2 separate regions of the Drosophila melanogaster genome follow, and region 2 is linked to region 1. Evidence: chromatin contacts called from public Hi-C data. All regions are on one chromosome and are shown on one strand. The core of a region is the stretch at or near the end of the contact, and the rest is flanking DNA. Distances in the headings are between cores, read along the strand shown. Region 1 holds the start of Idh3a (Isocitrate dehydrogenase 3a). Region 2 holds the start of Nup205 (Nucleoporin 205kD).

What was found. Hi-C and Micro-C count contacts between places; a contact is called where the count stands out from the background.
Region 2: a contact with region 1 is called in a Hi-C map of the Kc167 cell line, with 2.3 times the contacts expected there. The contact joins the promoter of Nup205 here to the promoter of Idh3a in region 1. A contact is called at or near these places in 4 of 107 Hi-C or Micro-C datasets (the Kc167 cell line, the ML-DmBG3-c2 cell line and wing imaginal disc).

What each region holds. Positions count from the first base shown.
Region 1 is chrX:19,517,594-19,524,717 of dm6, forward strand. Idh3a (Isocitrate dehydrogenase 3a) reads right to left here and starts at 4,211. Exons shown (of 5, transcript NM_167657.3): 1 at 4,080-4,211; 2 at 3,067-3,234; 3 at 2,311-2,705; 4 at 2,103-2,238; 5 at 835-2,032. The coding sequence starts at 4,106. The coding sequence ends at 1,694. CoRest (CoRest,) reads left to right here and starts at 4,506. Exons shown (of 11, transcript NM_001201742.3): 1 at 4,506-4,796; 2 at 5,410-5,722; 3 at 5,794-5,841; 4 at 5,902-6,036; 5 at 6,122-6,336; 6 at 6,397-6,570. The coding sequence starts at 5,503. CG14200 reads left to right here. Exons shown (of 5, transcript NM_133159.3): 5 at 1-809.
Region 2 is chrX:19,848,217-19,855,922 of dm6, forward strand. It overlaps Nup205 (Nucleoporin 205kD), which reads left to right and starts at 3,998. Exons shown (of 10, transcript NM_167687.3): 1 at 3,998-4,353; 2 at 4,433-4,756; 3 at 4,844-4,945; 4 at 5,036-5,598; 5 at 5,663-6,163; 6 at 6,220-7,706. The coding sequence starts at 4,132. It overlaps pico (pico,), which reads right to left and starts at 3,843. Exons shown (of 4, transcript NM_134519.3): 1 at 2,647-3,843. The coding sequence starts at 2,796.

The DNA of each region.
Region 1 (7,124 bases), core at 2,961-5,460:
ACGCAACAGACCAGGATAAGCTCGATCGCGAATCGATGCCCGGCACCAAAGCAACAACATAATACGACACCCAACAGAATATATATGTACGGATACCTGTGTGCAGGAAGGAAGCAGAACTTACGTAAGATGACCATACCACAGATGACCATACGCCAGTCCAGTCGCTAAACCTAATGAATGTGTAAAGAGACCCGCAAAGCAGGCGGGCTGGGCAGACCGCAGACCAAGCTGCCCAGCTGCTGGGCAGCTATTTGAATAAATGCAACATGTGCAACAGGGAGGATCTTGGTGTATTTGGACGGAGCCACTGCAGCAGCAGCACACTCACTCAAGCTCATGCCAGTGCCTCATCATACGTAGAGATAGTTGTAGTCGATCGATCATCTGTACAGTTTTCATTCTCAAGAACACGTAATATATAGGAATTTATGAAAGAGGGATATACATATTGAGGCAGAAAATGTATGCTAATGAAAATAAATTTTTGATAACAGTTGTTTTTTTTTTTTTTTCTTGTAGGAAAACGAAAACGATACCTAAAGAATGGAACGAATTGTCAAAAAACGATTTTACTTTTGTCAAATAATACCCCCGTTTTAATTAAGAAACATCAACATCATTTTACTTTTGTCAACAAATAATTCACAAGTGTTTAACAAGTATTAACTATAATATATCTCACAAGAATCGGAGGACTCCCGAAAGCCTGAATATGTATACACTTCATATTTTTATTTTTGTAAACCAAAAACTGCGAACCCTATAAATATATTTTGCATTCCTTTTCGTTTTGGAAACTGCAATTTAAAATGCGATTTGTGTTTTTATTTTGGTTGTTTCCTTTATTGAGTTTTAACAATTGCATGATGACTTTGCATTACAATTCGCTTAACTATTAATAACAATTGCCTTCATTTCATAGCATTTGTATTGTGTATTTCTCTCTTGGTTTGAATAAGTTTTACTTGCGTTCTGTTTAGAATTAAATTATTGTAACCGTTTGCACTCAACTTTCCACTAGTCCTGGCTTCACGTTCACACGTTTTGCCTCGAATTTGACAAAAAATTGCTTTCTATTCTTTTTTAAGAGTATCGGCTGCACGCTGCACAGCACAAGGAGCTCACTTAACTCAACTGAACTCAACTCAAGGGGCTAAACAAATTAGAGAATTAATAATCAATAAATTAAATAAGATTATCATTTTGCATACGAATTATATAAACAATAATAACTCAAGGTGTTGGCTGGATGGCGACAAAAATACTTTACTATCGCAAGTAAAATTGGCAATTTAACGAATTTTAACGCTTGCAAGTTTGGCCTAAGCAAATTAAATAATATACCTAGGTATTCGAACATAAAAATACTTTAGGTAGTGTTAGCTATATAGAAATTTTGTTGTTGTTTTCGGGGCGAGCGGTGCTGCTGGCACAATTTGTAAAAAGGTAGGAAACGTAGGAAACTTTCGGCAAAGTTTAGTGAGTGCTGTTGTTGCTGTTGCTGCTGCTGCTGCTACATTTTTTTTTTTTTTTTGGTTTGGGGCGAGTGTTTAATTGCTGTTGTTCATACTGCATCATCCTCCTTCTCTGCGCAATATTCCTGGCGTAATTCTCTGCTCTGTTCTCATCGGTTGTTGTTATGGTTGGCGATACTTGCTACAGCTTATGCGGATGGTCCGTGATCCGTCGTCTACAGCTTGGCACAGATCTCGTTCGTGAACTCGGAGCACTTGGCACGGCCGCCCAGATCGCCGGTGAGGTATTTGCCCTCCTTGATGGTCTCGAAGGCGGCACGCTCGATTTTATCGGCGTACGTGTTGAGCTCCATGTGGCGCAGCATCATGACCGCCGACAGCAACAGGGCAGTGGGATTGGCCAGGTCCTTGCCGGCAATATCGGGGGCGGTTCCGTGCACAGACTCGAACAGGGCACCGTTCAGGCCCATGTTGCCGGAGGGCGTCAGGCCGAGGCCGCCCACCAAACCGGCGCACATGTCAGACAGAATATCACCGTACAGATTGGGCATGACCTGGCATTATGGAGACGGCATTAGCTTAGTCGCTGATACTATACTTTAGCGACTGCGTAATTCAACTCACCAGCACGTCGTATTTTCCGGGGTTCTGGACCATGTTCAGGCACACCGTATCCAGATACTTCTCTTCGAACTGGATTTCTGGGAACTTCTGGGCCATGTCGCGGACGCAGCGCAGGAAGAGACCATCGGACATGCGCCTGTGAGAAATGGTAGGAAAATAGCATTAGTTTCACAACAACAAAAAAGAGTAGCTCTCGTGGCCAACTTACATAATGTTCGCCTTGTGCACCACGGTGACCTTCTTGCGGTTGTTGTTCTTGGCGTACTGGAAGGCGTACTCGGCCACACGCTTGGAGGCTTCCTCGGTGATCAGCTTGATGCTCTGAACGACGCCGTCGACGATCTCGTGCTCGATGCCGGAGTACTCGCCCTCGGTGTTCTCACGGATGGTGACCACGTCCACATCGTCGTACAGCGTCTTGTAGCCCTCGAGACTGCGGCAGGGACGCACGTTGGCGTACAGATTGAACTCCTTGCGCAGGGCCAGATTCAGAGACCGATGGCCCTTGCCGACGGGCGTCATCAGAGGACCCTTCAGGCCGATCTTGTTCGTGTTCACCGAGTCAATGGCGGCCTGTGGGATGCCGAACTTTCCGTCGGGTCCCTGTTAACATGTCACGCACAAATGAAATAAGAAGTAAATAAATAAAGCTAGCTCGCAAATTGTTTTATATATGTGTCGTCTTCTCCGACATATGTATGCATTTTTTTTTTGGCTTTTAACAGAGCAAATTAATATTTGGCGAAAATATTGCATGGATTCGTATCCATTGATTTGGCATTTATATCGAATATATGGCAATGGAATGTTAACTAGAGCCTGGTTGTATTTCAAATTTACCGCCCAGACGACCGTAGTTGCCACCTGTTGTCAAACGGCCACGCGCTTCGAAGGCGATGGCGCTCAACTTGGATTTGAAATGTCAAGTTGAACCACTAACTCTGGCTGGGATTACGACACTTACCCGGACGGGGGTCACGTCCACGGCCTCCCACTCGATGGGGACATTGGCGGCGGTGAAGATTTTCTGCACGGCCGCAGAGATCTCAGGTCCGATGCCATCGCCAGGGATGAGGGTGACTTTCTTGGTGCCGGAGGAGTAGGACCGGCTGGCGGCGGGAGTCGCGTTGACCTGGAAAATAGCAAGACCATAGGCGGGTTACAGAGTGATCTACAGAAATGGTGGCGAGAAAACGCATAGATGGGCAGCAGCAACAGCAGCAGCATCTAGCGGGATTACATAAGTGCCCATGCCAAACAAAAATCCCGTCCGCCCTACCCCCCGTGCCAAACAGTTCGTCGCGTTGAGGTTAGAGTGCACAAATGATTCCCACGGCGCTGATAAGGCCGCAAATCAGGGCCCAATCTCGGTAACTGATTTTTTCCCGCCTCTCGAGTAGGGGGTGGGATTTTCGAGGGTCCGAACCACCCGCCCTGCCCGCCGTTATCGATATCTCGGCCACGCAACGAGGGAGCGAGAGAGAGAGTGTTATGTAAAGTGAATGCGAATTCTAATGCTGTGCTCTTTTCGTTTTCGCCGGACGGACAGCTGATGTCCTGGCGAAGGAGGTGGTGGCCCCCACTGCGGATCCCGGATGGTTCCGTCGCTGCCGCCGCTGTTATGGAACCAACCTGGCTCACTGCTGGCGTCGCAGTCACCGCCGGAGCATCACGCGCTGCAATCAAACCCAGTTGATTGAGCTGCAAGTGTTTTGCGTAATGTGTTGTTGTCGTTGGGAATCGCGGAATCGCAGATCATTGCATCGGTGGTTTGCAGGGTTGGTTAGCGGGCGTGGAGTTGGAGGGCAGGAGCGTCGGACGAGAAACAAAATCGCAATGTTAGTGGTAGTTGGCCAGTACTTTTTGGCCAGCACGTAATCAACTGCTGTCCTGCAGAATTGGTTTGGTCGCTGTATGGTGGGGTTAAGAGGCGCGACGCGGGGCGGGTCAAGTCGCTTAAGCCTAAACGGGTCTTACAATTTTCTGTATGAATCTAGCAGCCATTGCGTTGGATCGGTTTTTGCACTGATTCCTGCCGTATATTATATAGAAAAAAGTCTGTCTTTTTAGTCTGCGCCCGCCGTAGTCGCCACCTTGCGGAAAACTGGCGAATCTGCGGTATATCGGTCGATAGGCATGCGGGGGCAGCGTCGTTGCCACCTGGACTGCGCTCAGATGGGGGTGGAATTACAAATCACCCATATCCCCGTATTTGTATGCTCTCGCTTGCATCAGTCACATAATTGCTGTACGAGCATCATATGTATGGCGTAAAACCACATTAAAGTTGGCTGTGAATAAACAGATGTCGAATATCGATGTCGTCTGCCCGAAATTCAGTACAGCCTGCCGTGTGGCATCCCTGTACAGGGCAAAAGCGAAATATCGGAGCGGCCTAATCGATAGTTTGTGTATCCCTTGCAACCGTGGCTGCTACAGCCACAGTTTAAATTAATTTGAGCATTCGCTCAGTTTTCTGACGTATATTCTAGAAAAAGTGCTGAGAGTGTCCATCAAAAAGGGGCAAGCGAAGCCGTTTCTCGATCTCCAACGAAAACGGGGATAGGATAATCCAAGGGGCCGCCTGTCGAGAAGCCAGGCGAGGGCAAAAAATCGGATCAACCGACAGACAAAGCTGAACTGCGGTCGTCGGCGACAAAGTGCGCTGTGCCCACGGACGACCAGAGAGAATCGGTACGCGAGTGAGTTTTTTTTTCCGCGTTTCAGTTTGGATTTCAGTTACCTGCGCGCAACAACTCCACTGACCAGCCGTTCGCAGCGTTCCGTATCTGGAGTTTCTGGCCAAGAGTACTCCTTTCCAAGTAGCCCCAGCTCCGCGTCCGGCAGGCCGTACTGCGTAAGCGGGCGAAAACGGTACGTGCAGTGAGATCCGTGTGGCAGCGTCTTCGGTTGTGTGCTTGTGGGGCACCAGAGTACCAGGTAGGCGTCCTCCGAGTCCCTCCGTGTCCCTCCGTCCAGCCAGATTCGGATTCCTGCATTCAAATCCAAATGCATTGCCGTTTCCAAACTCAGCTGGCTTGGCCCTCACCCATACACCTATACACGCGTCGCTAGCACACGCAATACACGCGCATACGCTCACACGGACGCACGCACACTTATGAATGTATCTGTTTGACAGCGCACTTCTGCGCTCGTTGCGGGAAAAGTGCCTCTTGCCAAGCGCACACTCTCGCCAAACGCGGTGCAGAGTTTCTATTTGCTGGATTTTTCAGCCGGAGAGCAGAGTACGGCTGTCATCCGTGTCCGAATCAGTCGTTAACACATGTCCCCACTGTTCTTGCAGCTCCGCAGTGCTCGTGTTCGCTAGTGCTCGTGTTTAGCCAAAACTAGCACCCTGGAGAAGCATAACAAGCGCGCCCAGCTCATCCGGGACAAGATGGTGTTGGCGGAGCGCAACACCACGGATGTGGTGCGCAACGGGCGCCGTTCGCGCGGCCCCAGTCCCAATACGCACACCACGGGCGGCGTCACCAACAGCGCCAGCCTCGTGGGCAGCGGCAACAACAGCGGCCACTCCGGGAACGCCAATGCGAACGAGAAGACCACCACAGCTGTGCCAGGTGCAGGCACGCCGGAGAGCTCCGACGACGACAACTGTAAGTGAAACGCCCCGGAATTACCTTCCTGCCACTTCAGCCCACTTATCTGTACCGTCTCCCTTTTCCAGCCACCAAACGGAACGGCAAGAGCAAGGCCAAGCAGTCTGAGTACGAAGGTGAGTACCTGTAGTCTTTTTCCGCACGATGTGGTCTTTAAACAAATTTTCATTTCATAGAGAAAATCCGCGTTGGACGCGACTACCAGGCGGTTTGTCCGCCGCTCGTTCCGGAAGCGGAGCGCCGCCCGGAACAAATGAACGAACGCGCCCTCCTCGTATGGTCGCCCACCAAGGAGATTCCTGATCTGAAATGTACGTATTAGTGGCTTACTTGCCCATTTGATCTCTGGGTTGTGCCAGCGAATAGAATACTAAGACACGTATTGTAACCTTGCAGTGGAGGAGTACATTTCGGTGGCCAAGGAAAAGTACGGCTACAACGGCGAACAGGCATTGGGCATGCTGTTCTGGCACAAACACGATCTGGAGCGTGCCGTAATGGACCTGGCCAACTTCACGCCCTTCCCGGACGAGTGGACCATCGAGGACAAGGTGCTGTTCGAACAGGCCTTCCAGTTCCACGGGAAGAGCTTCCACCGCATCCGCCAGATGGTGAGTGAGCCGCGCATATTGTTTTGAACCGCCTAAATGCAATTGCAACTCCGACCACAGCTGCCAGACAAATCCATAGCCAGTTTGGTCAAGTACTACTACTCGTGGAAGAAGACGCGTCACCGCAGCAGCGCCATGGATCGCCAAGAAAAGGCCATCAAGGCGGTGGTCAAGGATGGCTCCGAGAACGGCAGCGAGGTGGGCAGCAACGAGGAGTCTGATAACGATGACAAGGTAATTATCTGTTAGAACTAGCTAAGCGAAAAGCCAAGAGATCCCTTCCACAATCCCCCCACAAACACGCACACACATCCATACACTTCGCTCATCCACACACAATCGCTTCGAATTGTTTTAAACTTCGAAAACACAAACCACATCCAAAAAGAGACGACTCCTTCGCCTCTCCCCGTAGATCCACGTCCCCTGGCGCCTCCAGGAATCGCCAAAGTAGGCAGCTTTTACCACAAAGAATCGCATCACAAAGAGATTGTAGACTACATTTATTAGGGCTAGTATAACGTATGTAAATCTAGGCTAAGGCTACTGGAATTGGTTATCAATGTGCCCCAAAGTAGTTGTGTAAGATTGTCCACGACAAAGGATTGTGATTAGGCTATGCAAATGTATATTAAAATGTATTCTTTACTGTGCCAAGGGGTTACATGGGTGGCACAAGCCGAAATGGGGCGCGCGTCTTTAAAAGGATATTTTCAAGACTACTCATTCACTGGACATATTTTCGCTGATATCGAACGCTGAAACCGAACAATTAGATTTAAAGTAAT
Region 2 (7,706 bases), core at 2,748-5,247, 330 kb after region 1:
CCGAAACGGAACGCAAAGTCAAAAAAAAAAAATAAAAATAAAATTGAATAATTGTGCACTTCGAATTCCGCGCGCGCTCTTTTACTTCCAATCACTCTCGCACTCGCATCCGCCGTTGATGGTGATGTTCGTTTTCTGTTCGCCTTTCGTTGCGTAGCACTTCGTTTCGTATCGTGCCGTTCCGTTACGTTACGTTCGTGTCGCTCCGCTCTGCGATGTCACGTCTCCTGCGCGCGTCGGTCGAAACCCAAATGGCGACAACAAGCTGAGAAACTCACAAGCGCAGCAACTCGAACTCAAACACAACAGGCGCGAGCGAGAGCGCCGACAGCGCTGCCAACTGGACTGCAGATGCAAGCGAGTTGGCAGCCCTGGATGTCGGATGCAAGTGCGTACACGGTTAGAAATCGGGGATAGCAAAACTAGTGCTGCCCGTGCTATTCTTCAAATCATTCTTAAGAATTATAATTGTCTTGAGGTAGATTGAAGGGACACGGTACGCAGGCCACAATATGATGTTTGATGATGTTTACTTTCACATGCGATGTTTGAGTCTATTATAAAAACTTATGGGATTTAGATTTTTTGCAGATGGGGTAAAACCCACCAGCTTTCATTTAGTATCGGCTTTAATCAATCTTCTCTGTTTTTGTGGGAACAAAGCGACTCACTACATTAACATTAAGAATATACCTATCTGAATGAGTTACATTTTTAAAAGAAATTAAAAATAAAAAAATAAAAATTTAAATATTATGTTGTTAACGCAGTTGAAAGTATATTTCTTAAAACGTACATCCAATCCCTGGTCTTATAAACTGCCTTATATGCACGGAAACCAGAGGATAGCTTGAATTTAAAGAAAAAACTAGATAAATGTATTTGATAACTGCATAATGACTTCATCAAAAAAGAATTTACATATCGAAGTAGTTTTTTTTCCTAAATTGTTTCACACAAGATATGGAATTGGAGTGAAAAAAGTTGTCAAGTATTTTTGCAACATTTTTCAATGAGTTTTGTATAAACTCACTAGTTTGAAACAATCCAAAAATGCCAACTAACAGATTGTCCTGCTGTCAAGCAAACTGCTTACTCAACCTTTTATGCTGAGGTGTAATATTTGCTTTTGGGAAATGAAAAATGTGCGTGCTGGCCAAGTAGAAATGGTCAAATGGGCAGCGCAGTTTTTCAGAATTTGCTGACCTCTGCGCGCAATTAGGCAAATTTGACACGCACCGGGAGGCCAATTCCCATGTCCTCGTCCTTGAGCTGCACGCAGTCACGTCCTGGCATCCTGACAGTTCACTCTAAACTATATGTATGTGTATGTATGTATTTATTTACATAGATACAAAATGTTTGTGTGCAGTGAACAAAACCGCGACTGACAACAAACAGGGCTTACTTGCAAAGATATAAAGTATATATATATATATAAAACTGGAGGACTGTGGATAACTATTATTTTAAACATTTGGACTTAAGGGAATTCCAATTGTTAAACCATTTTTAAAAATAACAATTTTAAAGGTTAATTTCCTTTGTACCAAATGTATCTCTAATATATGTAAGATATACTTCAACTGAAATTACATCTATTGAGACCAGCCAAGCGATGTTCAAACATTGTTTAAATATATAGTTCACTTATAAACAAAATGTTTTTGTTGGATCTGATTATTATCTCGTCCAAATGGAGCCTTTGTTTTAACTGTTTGTTACCATTCTGATCCAGAAACTAATCGACCTTCCTGGTTGGGGTTGTGCCACAAACTGCTGGGAAGTGAAGTGGCTTAGGGGAGCGGGGCGACGCCCGCTGTTGCGGCAAAACAAAGGGGCAGCAACAACATCGCGTTTGTTGCTGTTGCCGCATGGTATCGCACATCGCCTTTGACTTTTTTCGTGTGGAATCGGGTTTTCTTCCGCCGCCCGCGCATAAACAAATCGAGAACCTCAGAGGCGAAAAACGAAAAACAGAACCACAACGATCGGGAACTCTTTTCAGCGTTTATGCACGGTGAAAGTAATGGGGCAAGAACGGAGAAAGAGGCGCAAGAGAGAGCGAAAAAGTTAGTACACCAATTAATGGGTCGGCATTCTGTTGGACTTGAAAGCATTGAGCACTTTTTGTGGTCGTTTTTGCCCCAGCAGCTGGTCCAAAGATTAATCATTCCGCTCTCTGCGTTTGCTTTTATTAATTCTCCTTTGACCCATCGAATGGGGGGAGTGGTAAAGTTTTAAGTTTCTATATTATCAAACTATAGGAAACTATATCCATGATACTAGTTGGGCAGTCTCAACTTTGGAGTACCGAATTTGAAGTCTTTTGATCACCTAGCACTGCATAACTAGGTTATTTTCATAGCCAAGGAGTAAAGTATACTGAATACACTCGAAAAAAAAAACACTAATAGAGAATTATAGTTAATACAATTACCAACCATATGTGAGTCTACCATTTGCACCGTTCTTACTATAATTTGAAGAAGCTGTACTTTAAAGGTATAGTTCAGTTTCTTCCTGTGTACTCTGTCCTATGACTTCTTTTTTTTTTGTGTGTGGGAGCGAATTATGAAGTACAGAGGAAATGGTCGAGCAACACAAACGCACACACACATTTGGAGAAACTTGGGAGATACTTACATTTGTTATTGTTGCTGCTTCCTCGAGGCTGTGCTGTTGTTGTTGCCGCTGCTGCTGGTGGTGTTGTTGTTGTAGCTGTTGCTGGAGTAAGTGCAGTTGTTGCTGTTGTAGTTGTTGTTGCTGATGTGCCGCAATACCACCACAATCCATAGTAATTACGGGTGCGAGGGGGCGGGGTTAAGTGTGTGTGGGAGTGGAGTGGAGTCGTCAATTGGGAGCGCACTCTCTATCTCTCTCTCTCTCTCTCCAAATCTCGCTCTCTGTATTGCTGCTCCTTCGCGCGATCGCTTACTGCAGCGGAATGAAAAGCGAAACAGACATAATTGAAGAAATGCGATAGCTCTCCGTCTTGAATTTCAACGATTCGCCGTAAGGGAGCGCTGTTAACCGCTATTTCAGTCACTGTTTGTGTCTTGTTCCTTTTTTTTATTTTTTTTTATTTTCAGCTAACTCTGCAGTTTGCCTTTGTCCATATTTTCGGTGGAAAAACCACTTCCTTGCTCTCTCGCTCTGGCTCCCTTGCTCTTCTATACCGCTCTCTCTCTCGCTCGCCAGGCGTTGCGTGGGCGAACGTAGGGGAGAGAGCAAGCGAAACGAAAAGAGAGAGGCGAACGCAGTTTGGAGTTTTATGCACTGGAGTTGTGAGTATGTTCGTGTGTGCCTGTGTGACTGCTACCCCCACACACTTGCACTGCCTCTCTTCCTCTCTGTCGCTCTCGCACACCCAGTACCAAGTACTCTGAACTCCAACTCCAGTTACAAATTCAATTCCAATTCGAATAATTCCCAATGAAATTTGAATTTTCCTTCCAATTGCACTGGCTTTGGCAGTTAGTATCCCTTTTGGCATTTATTGCAGCCGAACTGCGCCGATTGCATTTGCATTTACACTTCTACATCCACTTCCACATCCACTTGCATCGACAGCCAGAACCAGCATCCCACTATGGTGCAGTTCAGCCTGCCCGCGGCCATCGGTGATTCACTCACAATGCGAACAGGACACCACTTGGGCAGTGCGTTCGCTGGCCAAATCAAGTGGCGGAGAACAGAAAAAAAAAAAAACGCGAATCGGAACAAAACAAATGGATGCTACTATCGGGTAACTACGAAAAGTCCGTGCGTAGATTTTCACGAAAACGCCCCGCCCGCGCCGCACTGAAGTTGTGTTAGTTAGTGGTGCGACAACGCACCGATGCAGCGCCTCGATTATCGTTCGATAAGCATCGATTTTCCGATTGACTTGGTTCGAATCAACCGTTTAGCCAGCGCAGCAACCGCAGTTAGCGGGCACAAGCACCGAAGCGCGTACGAGCGTGGTGAGTTCGTACGGTGGTGAACATCTGTGTTTTCCAGTATTTGCAGCACCCAGCCCTGGTAACCGGCGCCTTGTCGCAAAGCGAAGCAATCTTGCCGCGTTTTATAGTCAATAACTGCGAATCAGCAAGAACTGCGTGAACTGAGCGAACCGCAAAACCAAGTGAAATGGATGGTGAGTGCCTGGCCAACGAGCAGATGTGCGTGGGTCGCCAAATCACTAATGCCACCCATGCGTCCACAGCTGTAATCGAGGACATGTGGACGCCGTACAAGCATTTGTACAACACTTTTCAGACCGCGGTGTCCAATCGCAGTGGCTTCACCTCGGATCTGGAGCAGTGCCTCAAGAAGTACAAGCACAACTTCAGCAACTTGCTGCGCAATCCGGTGGGTATAGCAAAACAAGCGCTTGCAGATCCGTAGATTTAACTAATTATTGATAATCCATTATTGAAAATGTCGGCAGCCGAGAAGCGAGAAGAGCCGCAATCTCCTACGAAATGCCCTCAACGAAGGCGTCCCGATGCAGGGGCATTCGCGAAAGACAAAGATGTCACAGGACCTGGCCGACGAGGCGGTCATTCTGTCCGACATGTTCGATCTGGACGAGGGTTTCGCCGTGGAGCTGCTGTGCACCGCACAGCGCCAGCAGAAGCATCATCCCGGCCTGTCCAGAGGCCTTGTCGCGGTGCTGCTCTACTACGATGGACGAAAGGCCATCAGCTGCACGCTTCGCGACATGTTCCAGGTGGTTAGCGGCGTCTCGTGGAACACCGAACTGCCCAAGGAGGTAAGTTTCGAGATTTCGACATCGCAGGCATCGCAGTGCCGCTGAAAGAGAGATTCACTGACCCTGATTATCGTTCTACGCACGCAGATCACCGGTCTGGTCACTAACTATGCCGAGAGCCTTGTCGACGGCTCTGGGATACTGGGACGCCTGCTGCAGCTGCTCGAGGAGATGGATGTCGACAAGGAGGTGGGTTTGTATGCGCCTGTTTCTGAAATTCTCTGAAATTGCATATCTTCCTTCGCAAATTGTTATTCATTTGTTGTCCAACGTTCGCAGTGCGCTATGCTGACCACAAACCGCGCGTTTGGCTCCAAGAAGCATCAGAACCAGGTGCTCGGCCTATACGAGGACATTCAACAGGCATTGGCAATGGCCCTGTTCAATTGGTCGGCACAACGCGGCCTGCCGCGACACATTGCCATTCGGCTGATGCACCAATTGGCCAACCGAAAGAACCACGACGCGGGCGGCAACATGGACGACGTGACCCTGATCATGCTGATGGCTCTGCTGTATGCGTACGATACCTCCATGCTGCTGGTCACCGAGGAACCCAATGAGCACACAACCCGACTTCCGATCTTCAGCGATCGCGAGTTCGCCGAGTGCTTCCTGGAGGAGCTGTACGCGCAGAGCAGCTGGCAAGCACCGCGCCTGAATGCCATCATTGCCTACAGCTTCGGACTAACGCTGGCCAGCCTGCGGCATGCACCTTTGCAGCTTCAGGCCACCGCCATCTCGATCATCAATCGCGATGAGATGCTCATCGACGAGGCACTGGGAGCGCAGGTATTCGTCTTCTTCCACAGCTTGCTGCTCGAGAAGGATCTGGTCTATAGGTGAGTACTGACAACTGAAGTGTCAATTGCCGATTCGCAAGCTAATCATCATTTGTGCTGACAGCACGCAGTTCTTCTACCGCCGCGTCCATCTGCTCATCACGGACTTCATCGACTTCATGAACTCCAAGGTGTCGGAGCTGCGCGGCCGAGCAGACGAGTCGTCACACACGATCATCAGCTTCCTAAACGAGGGTCTGGAACCGCCGCCCAACTTGGACTCCAACTTTGAGCTGCTCATGCTGTGCGTGGCCAAGATGCACGGCGATCCGCGCGTCACCATCAGGCTGTGCAACGAGTACTGGGGCCCCGGCGATCCCAACGGCTCTACGGCATTCAAGAACACCTCGCGCTCGGTGTCGCTGTTCAAGTTCATTAGCTTGGCCAGCGACCTGCTGCCACAGACGCTGTTCAAGGCCTACCTCAAGATGATATCCGGACTTACACGGACCGATTTCTCGGCTCGATGCGCCTTCAACATGCTTAGGGTGCCCCAGATGGCCACCGGCGGCAAGTATGCGGTTAGCTGGGATCACTTCTTCACCACCCTGGGCAACTACTATACGTAAGTGTGACTCAAATCTGGTATTGAAGATCTCTCTGAAGATCACTATCTTCTAGTTCGATGCGCAACGACTTTAACACCAACATCGGCATGAGCGGCGAGACCATTTACCGCACCCGATCGACACCAAAGGCCATTACGCAGCGAGAGGCGGAGCATCTGGTGGCCGTAATGGGCATCATACAGGCGGTGGCGGAACACGACGAGGTCTCGCGCATCATGATCTGTGACCATCCCAATTGGCAGACGCCGCAGGTGCTCCTGGGCCTGGTTGCGTGCGCCACGCCGCTTTTTTTGAAGGCGGAGATTCTGCACACGCTGGCTGCCCTGGCCAAATCGAAGGAGACGGCGCGCGTCATCTGGTTCCACCTGGAGGCCTCGCAGATTATACCCACTGTGCCCGTGTCTAGAAGCTATGCCCAGTGCAGTTTGTTGGAGGAGATGGAACAAATCGAGAGCCGTTCGGAGCAGTATAACCTGACGCGCGGCATCCTCCAATTGCTCTACACACTGATGACCACCAATCTGCCGAAGAGTTTGGGCGCCGGGCAACGGACACCGGCCTACGAAGGCTATCTAAAGTCCATGATAAATTCGGTGTTGCTCAAGTTTTACAATCGCGCGTACAAGGTTCCCTCCGAGAAGTGGCAAGTTGGCGCCCAGTGCCTGAAACTGCTCTACTACCTACTGGCCACCTATCGGCCGTCCGCAATGGATTTTCTGGAGACAGTCGATGAACCTCCCTATCCGGGCTTTCACGTTATGATGCAGCTGCAGCTGAAGTCCGAAATGTTGCAGCTGCTGCTGTGCATTGTGGAGGAGGTGCGTGAGCGGCTGGACAACTACAATCGCTTTCAGGGCAAGAAGCTACTCGAGGAGTGCTCATTGTACGCACTGCTGATCCTGGAAGCCGCATTGGCGAAACAGAACGCCTTCTTTGAGGCCCACTCGGCGGCCAATTGCCCCATTTTGCTGTCGGGCCTGAATCGCATGCTCCTGGATCTGAATCCACGCAGTCGCAAGCCCGATCACGTGCTGAATATCATTAAGTATGTAACCTATAATAGCTGGCTGCCGCGGCACGCCCTGGCCGCCATTAAGATTCTGGCTTCGGTCACCCAGCTGCCGAATGTCTCCACCCAGATTCTCAGCATGTACGGTCAGGGCAGCAATGAGAAGCTCGAGATTCGTCAGGGTTTCGTCGAGTGCCTGGAAATGGAGGTGTGCGTGGGCAAGCACGACGACGATTTGTTGGACCAACTGGCCCTCAACAATCACGTTCCGTATCTGGGATTCGGCGATGATCTGGACAATGAGCGAGAGATGAGCGGGGAACGCGAATATTCAACTATTGAATCGCAACTGGAGCTGCAGGCGGGGGATGGCGCGCTGGAGAGCAAACCGGCTAGCATTGAGCTGCAACTGAAAGAGGCCATTATCAAGCTGTTCGAGATGAATCTTAGCCAGCAGTTGCCCAACTTTGTGTACTTCCTGCTCGGCGTGGATGTGCTGCGCGAATTTATGGCCAACGGACGGCAGCACC